4 separate regions of the Mus musculus genome follow, and regions 1, 2 and 4 are each linked to region 3. A link is a contact called in public Hi-C, HiChIP or PLAC-seq and Micro-C data. All regions are on one chromosome and are shown on one strand. Each heading gives the region's core, a stretch centred on a gene start, on an enhancer-like site or on the middle of the called end of the contact. The rest is flanking DNA. Distances are from core to core; before and after follow the strand shown. Region 1 holds the start of B230307C23Rik (RIKEN cDNA B230307C23 gene). Region 2 holds the start of Zbtb21 (zinc finger and BTB domain containing 21). Region 3 holds the start of Ripk4 (receptor-interacting serine-threonine kinase 4). Region 4 holds the start of C2cd2 (C2 calcium-dependent domain containing 2).

Region 1 (2,700 bases), core at 174-2,673, 230 kb before region 3:
GGCTCATGCTAAGTAAGCTTCTAAAGAATACCATCTTGTACACGATTGACATGAGGGAAAGGAAGGAGATGGGAGACATCTATGAAGTCAGGAGAAAGATGAAGAAACTATGAAGTCAGCAGAAGCATCATACAATGGGACACACTCAGGAGAAGTCTAATCAAATAGTTGCTGCACAAGGGGAAACTCAGTGTATCTGAAAAAATTTCTGACCAAGTCTCTCATGGCCTTGGGACTGATAACCACAACCCCGTACGGTGGGAAGAGTTGTGCTCTCAGAATCTGAAGCAACCCCTCCCAAAGGCCCTGGCCCCAGACTATTACCAGCTCTCCCAAGCATATTCCAGGTCTTAGAGAAGAAGCTCTGTTTTATCTCTATACCCAGAGCCTCAGGGAAAGCTCCCAAGGCCTAGGCCCCAAGCTGTGACTGGCTCTGCCAAGCATGTTCCTGGGTTTCATGAGGAGCTATGTCATTCTCCATATATGGAAACCTCAGGGAAAGTGTAACTTAGCACTCAATACAACAGTGTTTTGTTTTGTTTTCTTTTTTACCTTCTCACATGGTTGTCACTAGGCATCATCTCACCCATGTGGCAGAACTATGCTTTTCTCAAGAAGAAAACTGAACCTTTATGCCACACCAGGCCTTACTGTAGATTGTGATCCTGTAAGGCCCCATAGACCAGCCTGTTAGAGGCCTGCTCTTTGATATGAAGATGAACCTAGTGGATGGTAGTAAATCAAGTTTGTTTCCTTTGTTATGGTTTGGTGCCCAATTTCTGGACAATCCGGGTGAATTAACTTGTGTATCCTAGCAACCTAATCTCTAACAGCCCTAGTTAGCACATTACCTATCTGTGGGATGTTTTACATGCAGTCCACCCTCAGATAAATTCTACTTGGAGTGCCTTACTATCTCCTAAGCTTTAGTAAATCCTTTAGATCATTAATCCTGCACTTTTACATCACAGCTTGATATTGGATTGCTACCCAGCACATGAGATGTCTTTTACAACCTCCACAAAATTAACTCCAATGGATTGTCCACCTTAATGGCAAATGGTAAGAACAGAACTTGCAGAAACTAGTACTCTCTGAGTTTGGGATCATGCCAAAGATCTTTCTACACACAGGCCAAATGCTCTGCACAGATGCAGCCCCCACAGTGAAGTTATTCAGAGGCTACAGCTGGGTCCCCCAAGTGGCTAGGACCTCACACGTGGCCGCCGATTCCCATTCAGTCCTGTGAAAGCCCCACCACACCAGCTCGCGCTGCTGAGACCCCTGCTTCTCCCCATTGTTGGCAGTGACCCTGTGCTTACCATGTCGCAACTTCGGAGCTTGCCTGTGCACAATCCACAGCATCCAACCGCAGGAAACGGAGCACGGCACACAGAACCATTCAAGCACTCAACCAGGAAGCGAAACCGACACCACCGCACCCGGAAAACCCGCCTTCTCTTCTGACACGCAGGTCTGCCTGGAGGCTCTGATTGGCCAGTAAGTCTTGAGTGAGTCGAGCACCTCCCTTAGAGTTAGAGTGTGCTGAAGCCACACAGTGTAGAAGTTCTCAGACCAAGCTTCAAATCCAGGGACGACCTTTTCCAGATCTACAGGGATTTTCATTTCTGTAATACTTGTGCCGGTCCTCCAATAGCCTACCCTTCTGTCTCCCCGCACAGCCCCAGGGAGGAACCACCACTGCACCTATCACTGCTCAGCCGCTTGCTCCTCCCCTATGTGAACAGTTGACCCCGTGCTCAGCAAGTCCTTGACTTTTCAGCCTGAGCTTTCCTCACTCAGTAGACTGTTTGCCTTCCTCCTGGAATCAAGGTAGTTAGCTTGCATAGCTCAACTTGCAGTGGAGTTATCAATCTGTCCTACAAGCGGAAGGGTGCCCAGGATATTAACGATTAAAAAGAGATTTGGGGAAACAATAGTTTTGTTGCGGTTGGGATTCAGACCCGGGACCAGCTTCTGATCTGCATATATTTAACACACCAAAGCTGGCTGGGTGGAGCCATCCAGCAGCCGCGGGAGAACTGAGTTTACCTGAAAGGGGTGCTGGAAATGAAAAGATGGGGGTGGGGGGTACGCGAGAGAAGAATGAAGTCAAGACAAAGATTCTGATCAAGACTCAAAGTTTAATAATAGGCTTTACGTTTATAAAGGGAAAAACCACAAAACCCATCCCCTTCTTTAGCTGGAATATGTTGTAGAACAAGGTCAGCACAGGCAGCCAAAACAGCTAAGTTCCCATGGGAACCTGCAACTGCAGCCAAGACACATGTCTCTATCCAGCTTGATAAGGCCTGTCAAGATGAATGTTCAAGGTCTGCTTAGCCTGCTCAAGGCTGGGAAGGTTACAGCTGAACCTCCAGGTTCTCCCAGCTCTCCTCAGTCTCCACCTGTTACATAGCAAAGTTGGCAGACCCCACCTTGTACCCTGAGCTTTCCTGTCTCCAGAAGATCTTCCTATATAATCCTGACAGTTTGTACTCTTTGTCTCTCTGTTTCATTCTCTCTCTCTCTCTCTCTCTCTCTCTCTCTCTCTGCCTCCTCCTTCCTCCTTCTCCTGCCCTTCCCCCTCCTCCCTCCACTTCCCTCTCCATCTCCCTCCCCCCTGCATGCCTTGCTAGCTCCTTCTCCCCACCTCTGCTCCTTATACTCCCATCCCATAACTTCTCTGACCTCCTTGGG
Region 2 (2,700 bases), core at 48-2,547, 200 kb before region 3:
AAAAAGAGGCCCAATGGTGTGTGGTCCTCTCAAATCCCTCTTTACAAGACCACTTCTTGCTTAACTGCCATACAGTTCAAATACAAATACATTAAAAACAAACAAACAAATAAACAAACCAAAAAAAAAAAAAACCCTTGAATGATTGCAGAAGAGAACTTTCAGTGTGAAATTCTAAAGGGCATAGTCTTGAAATGAAAAAAAAAACTAAATACTCAGAGTTATTCATTTGGAGTCTGTCCCCCCCCCCAATGGATCTACCTATTGCAAGATTCCTTTCTCCACATATCCCTCACACACTTCATAATGCTGTTTCACCTTGATTCACGTAGTTAAAACCCACCTTCAGAAGCATACTTGAAAACCACACACTTCTTGAAACATAGAACACCTAATTTAAGATCTAGGCTTTTGTTTTGTTTTTGTTTTTGTTTTTGGAGACAGGGTTTCTCTGTAGTCCTGGAACTCACTCTGTAGACCAGGCTGGCCCTCGAACTCAGAAATCTGCCTGACTCTTCCTCCCAAGTGCTGGGATTAAAGGCGTGCGCCACCATTGCCCGGCGGATCTAGGCATTTTTAAAGTCTGTTACAGAAATTTCACTTGTTGAGACTGTCTGCTGCTATGTTCCAGGCTCTAGAAAACTTCCGTGGCCTAGAGACCCTTTCTTCACAGCTGGAATTTGTAGTTTGGCATTTGTTACCCAGCTGCCTGGTTTTGGCGTACAGTCATCTGACAAATGGCATTGTAATTTTCATGCAAAGAGGCTAAAAGAGAACTGGTGTTGCAGGGAAAAAGGTTAATCGTTCTTTGTCTTTTGTTTTGAAATGAGCCAGGGCCTCACTCTGTAGTTCAGAATAGTTAACGGGAAATCTGCCTCAGTGTCCTGGATGATGGGATTCCTTGCATGCACCACCCTTCCCAGCTTCAACACCATTTTAAAAGGGTAAGGTTTGGATATGTGTTTGAAAAAGCCACAGAGCGAATAAGGGGAACCTGGGAACCCAACTTGTTCACTGCCGCTTTCTCCAGGAGGAAGAAATGGAGATGAGCTATTTTCCCGATAGCTCCACATTCCGCATTCAGGGGCTTTCCGCGACCACATGCGTACCCTGGGGGCGTCCCTACGCTCTGCTGCTCGTGCCCGCGCCTCACCGGAGAGGCACCAACGCGCCGGACCCAACGCGGCCGCGCTCCCGCAGGCCCGCCCTCGGCCCGCCCCCAGCCGCCCGGCACCCAATCCCAGCGCCACGCACGTGACGAGCGCTGCTTGCGATGACCTCATCCCTGGTGTGGGATGACGTCAAATTCAAGATGGATGGAATCACAGCGGCAGTGGAGGCTGCGGGTTGCGCGAGCCGAGTGTGAGCGGAAAGGGGCTTGGCGCCTGCCCCAGGGCTGAAGAGCGGTGAGTAACCGTCACGCTCCGCGCCCTAGGAGGACGTCGGGCCCGGTCGGGGACTACGGCCTCTCCGCAAAACGCGGCCTTTCCTGACGTAACTCTGAGGTGATTTCTCTTCTTTTTTTCCTCCACCAGTGGGTTGCGGGCGTCGGGCCCTTTTACGCGTGCGCGGGGCCGCGGTCCTCACCGAGCATGCCCAGACTCCCACGTAGTCGAGCGTGTCCAAGCACTGCGCATGCTCTCTGCCCGCATTTGGCCTCGCCCTCGCTCCTACGCATGCTCAGCCTCCAGGCCGCTGAGCTGCTCACCCTGGCCCGGGCGGCCTGAGTAGCCGCGGTGTGCGTCTGGGGTGCTGGCCACAGCATAGCCGTTGAGACGCCGCTGCGGGTTAGGGCGCGCTCTCTGGGGCGGGCGGGCGGCGCGCGCTCGCGCGGGGCTGGGAAACTGGCGGGCGGTGGCGGCGGCGGCGGCACCCACACCTGCAGCGGCTGGAACGTGACAGCCTGGCAGCCAGCACCTCTGGGGCCACCTCGTTTGCCCATGCACACCCTATCGGACCCCTCACCCCCACCCTCGGGCCCAAGGCTTTTCTTAGGAGAAAGACCCTCTTTCGGGGACATAGCACGGAAGACCTCCCTGCAGCTCACATCTTGGCCGGGGTCTCCCCCATCTCCCTGGCTTGGTTATTTGGAGCACCTTTGAGTGCTTCCTCTGCAGAGACTGCACCTTGTAATCAAAGAACCATGCACATATGTGCCCCCGAGGCTCTGGGTTCTGGAGAACCGCACACTACAGAACGTGTACAGAGAGCCTTAAACAGGTACTCCCTAAGGTTGCCCGACACAGGGGTGGTGTTGGGGGACACTGAGCCGCCCTTTGAAGCTTGGCATTTTTTTGTGTGTTGCATGAACTCCAATCGCTTCTACATCTTTGGACATCTATCTGTGTTACAGCATAGTCTGGTGATTGTTCATCAGCATGACCCTGAGTCATAAGTTCCTGGGTTTGTTTCATGGTCCTCCCACCTTGTTTCAGAGGCTGAAAGTAGGTTAATCCATGTTAGTGTTTCCACTGAAAACCTTCCTCCACTTCTAGTGATTAATCATTACCCTTAACCTTACCCCTAAATATTGACGTTAAAGTAGAAATTTGGCTTACGTAAAAATGACTCTTTAATTCAGCCGATGCACTTAACAGCATAGTGTTTTCATTTAGTATTTATTGAAAGTATAGGGAGTGTCATTCTTAGGAAATAGAAATTGTTAATAGAAACTCTCCCTTGAGGAACTGACAGTATTGT
Region 3 (2,700 bases), core at 155-2,654:
ACCCCGGAAACGGGTGCCATGACTCACTTTCTAGTCAATTTTTTTCCTTACCAAAATAATGACTATGTTGACTTTCAAGTTATTTTTATTCATTGAAAAGCCCCAATTATTCTTAAAGGGTTAGCTTATTCATTAGGTATATTCACTACAGATGAATTTAAAATAGCTATCTGCTGCCTTGGACTCAGAAATTGTGTGGAAAAGGAAGGTAGTGCCTATGGCTCCCAGGAGACTCTCCCACCCCCACCCCCACCTCCAAGCATGTAGGGCTGGGATTGTGGGCCCCTCCACTGGGAAGCCAGCTGGGGGATGAGGCTCAGGAGAGAAGACTCAGTTGCTAGGTGTGACTTGAAATCTACCTCTCAGGAGAGAGGTTCTCTAGAATTACTGTCCTCACAACGTCCCCTCCTCTTCTCCCATCATGCCCAGTTTTCATATGCCTTGGTAAGGAATAGCTCACTTTTAATAAAAGCACAGCGGGCACAAATGTTTTTTGAAGGTAGAGACCTAACCAGCAGGCATTTCCACCTCTGACCAGGCTACCTTCCCAAAGCTGAATTTTCTCAAAGATGAACAGGTTGATTATCCTTCCTTTTCCAGCCATCTGTTTACCTTTAAAAGGTCACTGTTTTCCATAATGAAGGGATATTTGTTTGTTTGTTTAAAACAAGACCTCCCTCTGAAGCCTAGGCTGATCTCAAACTTGAGGTGATGCCCCTGCCTCAGTCTCCTCAGAACTGTGATTTACAGGCTTGAACTATAGGGTAGGGGCGATTGAATTTTAAAGAACCAGTTACCTCCTATGAAGAATTCGGTAAAAAAACAAAAACAAAAACAAAAAACAAACCAAGACGCAAGGGGAGTGGAAAACCAGTCCTAAAGGTTGGATACTATATAACTCTAATATAAACAAATGTTTTCGGGGGAGGGCGGAGGGAGAGAAAAAAAGATTAGCGATCGCCAGGGCCTAAGAGTGCAAGTTACAAAAGCCTCCCAGGAGGGCACAGAATGTTCTGTTTCTCCACTGGCATCGGGTACATGAACTGACCCAGACGATAACATTGTGTAGGATTTAACGTTTGCAAACGAAGATGCGCATAACCCGGGAAACCTGAGCAAGCCTGGCGATCAGATCTAAGTCCACGTCTCAGTTGGAAACTATACTTTGTTGTGTTTTGCAGAGTGGCAGCACTGTGAGAAGTGAACTAGGTACGAACTACAACTACAGTGAGAAGTTGGCCAGCCACAGCGCACGCCCCTAGGAGCGCAGGGATTCCACCGATCCCTGGTGGGACCGCAACACCCGGCGCTAGACTCTCACCGGCAGCCGCTCCCTTGAGGGCGTCGGGGGTGGGCCCAGGGGACTGGCGGGGCGGGATGGGGCTAGCGTCGGAAGTGACGTCAGCGGGCGGGGCATGCACCTGAGCACCTGGGCGGACACGGTTGAGCCAGGCTGCTTGCGATACGCACGCGATGGAGGGCGAGGGCCGGGGCCGGTGGGCTCTGGGGCTGCTGCGCACCTTCGACGCCGGCGAATTCGCAGGCTGGGAGAAGGTGGGCTCGGGCGGCTTCGGGCAGGTGTACAAGGTGCGCCATGTGCACTGGAAGACGTGGCTCGCGATCAAGTGCTCGCCCAGTCTGCACGTCGACGACAGGTCAGCTCCCGGGCGGGGCCGGGTGGGATGGGGGCTGCGTGCTACGTGAAGCGCCGCGGAAGAGAGTTTGCGCCACTCAGGCCACCGGTCCCTCGCAGCTCCAGTGCTTCTGGGATTCGGAGCTGGCGGGGAGCGATGGCCCTGAGCCCTGTGAGGTGCGTCGGGCTCGTCCGGGACCCACCAAATGCTGCGGTCCGCGCCGGGCTTAGAGAAATTGCCGTGTGGGCCTCTGCGCTTTGTGAACGAGTTAGATTCAGTTCCACTTAGTAATTTTCGTCGGAGCACAAATTGGTGTAAGACCGTAATTATTTCGTTCGGAAGCACCGGCTGTGTTCCGGCGAGGCGTCCGCGGCGCACAGCCGCTTACAGGGCTCCGGGTCTCGCTTAGGTCTGAGATCTGGTTATGCCACAGCTTTTTCCCGCACACTTTCGTTTTAAAGGACTTAAGGTAGGAGCGAGACCCTGGGAACGTCTTTCTTTGACCCTGGGCAGGTGGCCCCGGGCACCTTGGGCCTTTCTTTGTCCCTCCTAGCGGATTATTCCAGCGATAGGAAAGGACTCAGAGAGGTCCCTGGTAAACTCTTTGGCGATTGTGGTTTGTGAGTAAATTTGGAGGCGAGGTGCGGAGCAGTTATTCAAAAACATTTTCCTCAGGTTTCACTGTTTAGGTTTGGTAGTAATAGGTTATGTATGAGCCTCAGAACGGCAGACTTAAATGACTTCCTCTCAAACCAAGCCGACATGGTGGTGGTGTTTGCGTTTTACCCAGAGAAAGAAAGCTCTTAAATTCCATTGAGCTGTCTGCAGGACCAGCCTTAAGTCACGGAAACTCTGAACTCCAACATTACTTTGGAGTAGTGACTATGGCTGCCTGGGTGACAATAAGAGGGATGGTTTGAGTTCTCTCTTTATGCCTCATCTCTAGCCTGGAAACTGTCAGAGCTATCGGGTGTTTGTGTTTGTTTGCTTGCTTGCCTTCTGCTATCACCCAGTTTTTCTTAGAAACTGGTACGGTGGGAACTAGTGTCTAAAATCACTACCAGCT
Region 4 (2,700 bases), core at 87-2,586, 160 kb before region 3:
TGGGTAAGCAGCCCCTGAGACATGTCCGTGGAAGAATGAGACTGGTTGTACCAGTCACACAGGATAGATGAGCTCCTTGTCACCACCCACATAGTAGCAGCCAACATACACATAGGAACACAGGTGGATTTGGACACAGGTAGATGTGGTCTAGTCTCCCAGGTGTCTGGTAAGACCTACATCATCCAACTGAATAGATCTAGCTTTAGGTTAGAAAATAAACAGCCTTTTCTTTCAATGAGAACAGATTTTCTTTGTTTCTGCTAAAATACCAGATATAAAGAGGGAAAGGGGAGTAAGTCTGAGCCTCCAGCCAGTGTACTATGCCTGCTAGGTAGGGTTCATCATCCTATGGTAACTTGAAAGACATGGTTAGGGTTGTTTTGTTGTTGTTTACTTTTTTTTTTTTGCTTGTTTGTTTGTTCTTTTGCTTGTTTTTGTTTTTTCAAGACAGGGTTAGGGTTAGGGAGTTTTTAATCCCATATCCTAGCTAGGAGAGGTTCAAGTTCAATCCTAGCAACCTTGAACTGATTCCATTTTGTTTCCACAAAGTCCCTCTGTCCAACTGCCACCCCACGTTTCTCCTCAAAGATAAATGTGGTAGGGACACTGATTCTAGGCTTATATCTCCCCTGATGTAGCCAGTCTTTTGCTCCAACATACTAGGAGAAGGCTGAATGTTAGGTCCACCTAGCCTAACTTGAAGTCCAGTTCCACTGATGCAGCTGCAGAAAACACAGCTGAACCATGTTTCTGACAACTTTCTGAAACTTCTCAAGATGAGCATGCAGAAAGCTGTCACAAATGCACAAAACACAAAAAACGGGTACTGTGCACATACAAATCTCACCACCACATACAACATACCAAATTCCCCTCCCACCATACCACACATGTATACTTACACACACACACACACACACACACACACTCCAAAGTCGATGATCCATGCACATCCTGAACTATGGCCTAGGTTTGACAAGCACCTCCCTGGATCTTGAAATAGGACAGGCATCATCCCCATATTGCAGCGACCATCAGCCTACTTTAGGGTGACAGCTACAGGCTGCTGTGGCTAGCCTTGCAAAATCCTAGTCTTGGCAGTGGGGAAATTCTTGGAATTCTCGCTTTATCTGGGCATCCCACCCACGCGCCAGCGCACAGTTCCCAGCCAAGGCGCGCCAAGCGAGGCACCCCGACACCTTCTCACCCACCACTCAAGGTAGTGGCAGGAGAGGACTTGCGCCCTTAACGCCGCCGTGAGGGCCCTCGGGGCCTTTAAGGAGGCGGAGCTGTAAAAAGAGACTCCGCTCCTGCTCCGCCCCCAGGCCCGGCCTCCTGCGGTTACTACGGGCCGCGGGCGGGACAACCCGGGCGGCAAGCTGGGAAGAAGAGCCTTTGCCTTGCACTTCCCAACCGCGCGTGGGGAGCAGCTTCCTCTGTCCCGCGTTTGGCTCCCAGGCGCGCAGCGCTCAATTTGGTTCGCTTACCGGTCCTCGCCGCCCTCCCCGCTGCCTTGGCCTCCCAGGCCCCGGACCCTGTGCCCCTGCGTACCGGCGGATGTCCTGAGTCGCCACCCGCCAGCTCCGCGCGCCCTGCGGCCACGGCTGCTGGGGGAAGTCGGGGCGCGCTCGCCGGGTATGCGCCGTCAGCATGGGCTCGTGGCTCAGCGAGGTGCAGTGGCTCTTCCTGGTGTCGCTCTTCGTCGCGGCCCTGGGCACCGTGGGCCTGTACTTGGCGCAGTGGGCGCTGGCCAAGGCGCGACCCCCGCCCCGGCGGCGGGCGGAGCCGGATGAGCTAAGGCGCCGGGAGTCGGACACACTCCTTTCCTGGATACTGACACGGGATAGCTGGGGGAACCAGTGGCAGGCGGCTTGGGTGACCGCCCTGAACTATGAGGCCGAAAAGAGAGGGGTGAGTTCCTAGGAGGGCGTGGTGTTTGAAGGTGAGAGGGGCATCAGAAAGAGCCCTGTTCCTGGGAGGCCGCCACAGTCCCTGACTCGCCACCCAGAGCCTACCGAGGAAAGGCGTTCTTTGAAGTTAGAACTAGGGAGAGTGAAGCACCTGAGGTGGGGAGTTAACAAAGTGACTGACTGTTTCACACAGCAAACGTCTTAAGCTCCGTGAGGCTTTCTGTGGGAGAACCACCCAGCCGGTCCCTAGAGGATTCCGAGTGGACACCTACTGGTTTTGAACCCGATAAATGGATAACTGTGATCCAAATGTGCTTTCATTTAGAATCTTGTTCTCTGCCTAAAGCTTCTAAATTCTAAAAGGCTTGCATTTCTGAGCACATAGAATAGTGACCATTTATTGAGATCTCGCTGCTTCTCAGCTATAGCCCTGGGGACTGTAAATGCTTATGTCACTTCCAGATTAGCATGTCATCATCATCATCCATCTGAGGAAACTGAGGCCTGGAAGGTTAAAGTAGTCTTTGGTGTCAGAGCCAAGATGAGAACCCAAATGTGCTGACCTCACACCTTGGGCTTATTACCCTGCTCTATGTCTCATACTCCTGTGGTTGTTTCTTTCATTGTTAATTGCTTGCAGAATTATTTTTACTTTTAAGAGATGTTAGTGTAAGGACAAGTTCCTGGCGTCTACAATTTGGAGGCATTCCACAGGGGAATTAGGTTGGTGGGACAGAGCTGGCACCTGTCAGCGCTGCAGCTGTCCCTCAACTTCAGGTACACAGGC

What was found. Hi-C and Micro-C count contacts between places; a contact is called where the count stands out from the background. HiChIP or PLAC-seq counts read pairs in DNA pulled down with a chosen protein or histone mark.
Region 1: a contact with region 3 is called in an H3K4me3 HiChIP or PLAC-seq map of embryonic stem cells, with 13 read pairs. The contact joins the promoter of B230307C23Rik here to the promoter of Ripk4 in region 3. A contact is called at or near these places in 4 of 39 promoter capture datasets (the 3T3-L1 cell line, cranial neural crest, embryonic stem cells and 1 more), 2 of 115 datasets of contacts at active chromatin or transcription factors (the SCID.adh cell line and embryonic stem cells) and 1 of 9 other capture datasets (adipose tissue).
Region 2: a Micro-C map of embryonic stem cells shows a contact between it and region 3, with 2.1 times the contacts expected there. The contact joins the promoter of Zbtb21 here to the promoter of Ripk4 in region 3. A contact is called at or near these places in 1 of 39 promoter capture datasets (cranial neural crest), 4 of 484 Hi-C or Micro-C datasets (all in embryonic stem cells), 2 of 115 datasets of contacts at active chromatin or transcription factors (extraembryonic endoderm stem cells and pancreatic cancer cells) and 1 of 9 other capture datasets (pancreatic islet).
Region 4: a Hi-C map of liver shows a contact between it and region 3, with 2.0 times the contacts expected there. The contact joins the promoter of C2cd2 here to the promoter of Ripk4 in region 3. A contact is called at or near these places in 2 of 484 Hi-C or Micro-C datasets (embryonic stem cells and liver) and 1 of 115 datasets of contacts at active chromatin or transcription factors (the SCID.adh cell line).

Annotation. Positions count from the first base shown.
Region 1 is chr16:97,996,059-97,998,758 of GRCm38.p6, reverse strand. It overlaps B230307C23Rik (RIKEN cDNA B230307C23 gene), which reads right to left and starts at 1,423. Exons shown (of 4, transcript NM_001362093.2): 1 at 1,323-1,423. The coding sequence starts at 1,325. It overlaps C030010L15Rik (a long non-coding RNA gene), which reads left to right. Exons shown (of 5, transcript XR_001781957.2): 3 at 972-1,062; 4 at 1,308-1,833.
Region 2 is chr16:97,961,219-97,963,918 of GRCm38.p6, reverse strand. Zbtb21 (zinc finger and BTB domain containing 21) reads left to right here and starts at 1,297. Exons shown (of 3, transcript NM_175428.4): 1 at 1,297-1,505.
Region 3 is chr16:97,762,483-97,765,182 of GRCm38.p6, reverse strand. Ripk4 (receptor-interacting serine-threonine kinase 4) reads left to right here and starts at 1,404. Exons shown (of 8, transcript NM_023663.7): 1 at 1,404-1,655. The coding sequence starts at 1,474.
Region 4 is chr16:97,921,269-97,923,968 of GRCm38.p6, reverse strand. It overlaps C2cd2 (C2 calcium-dependent domain containing 2), which reads left to right and starts at 1,336. Exons shown (of 14, transcript NM_174847.2): 1 at 1,336-1,914. The coding sequence starts at 1,654.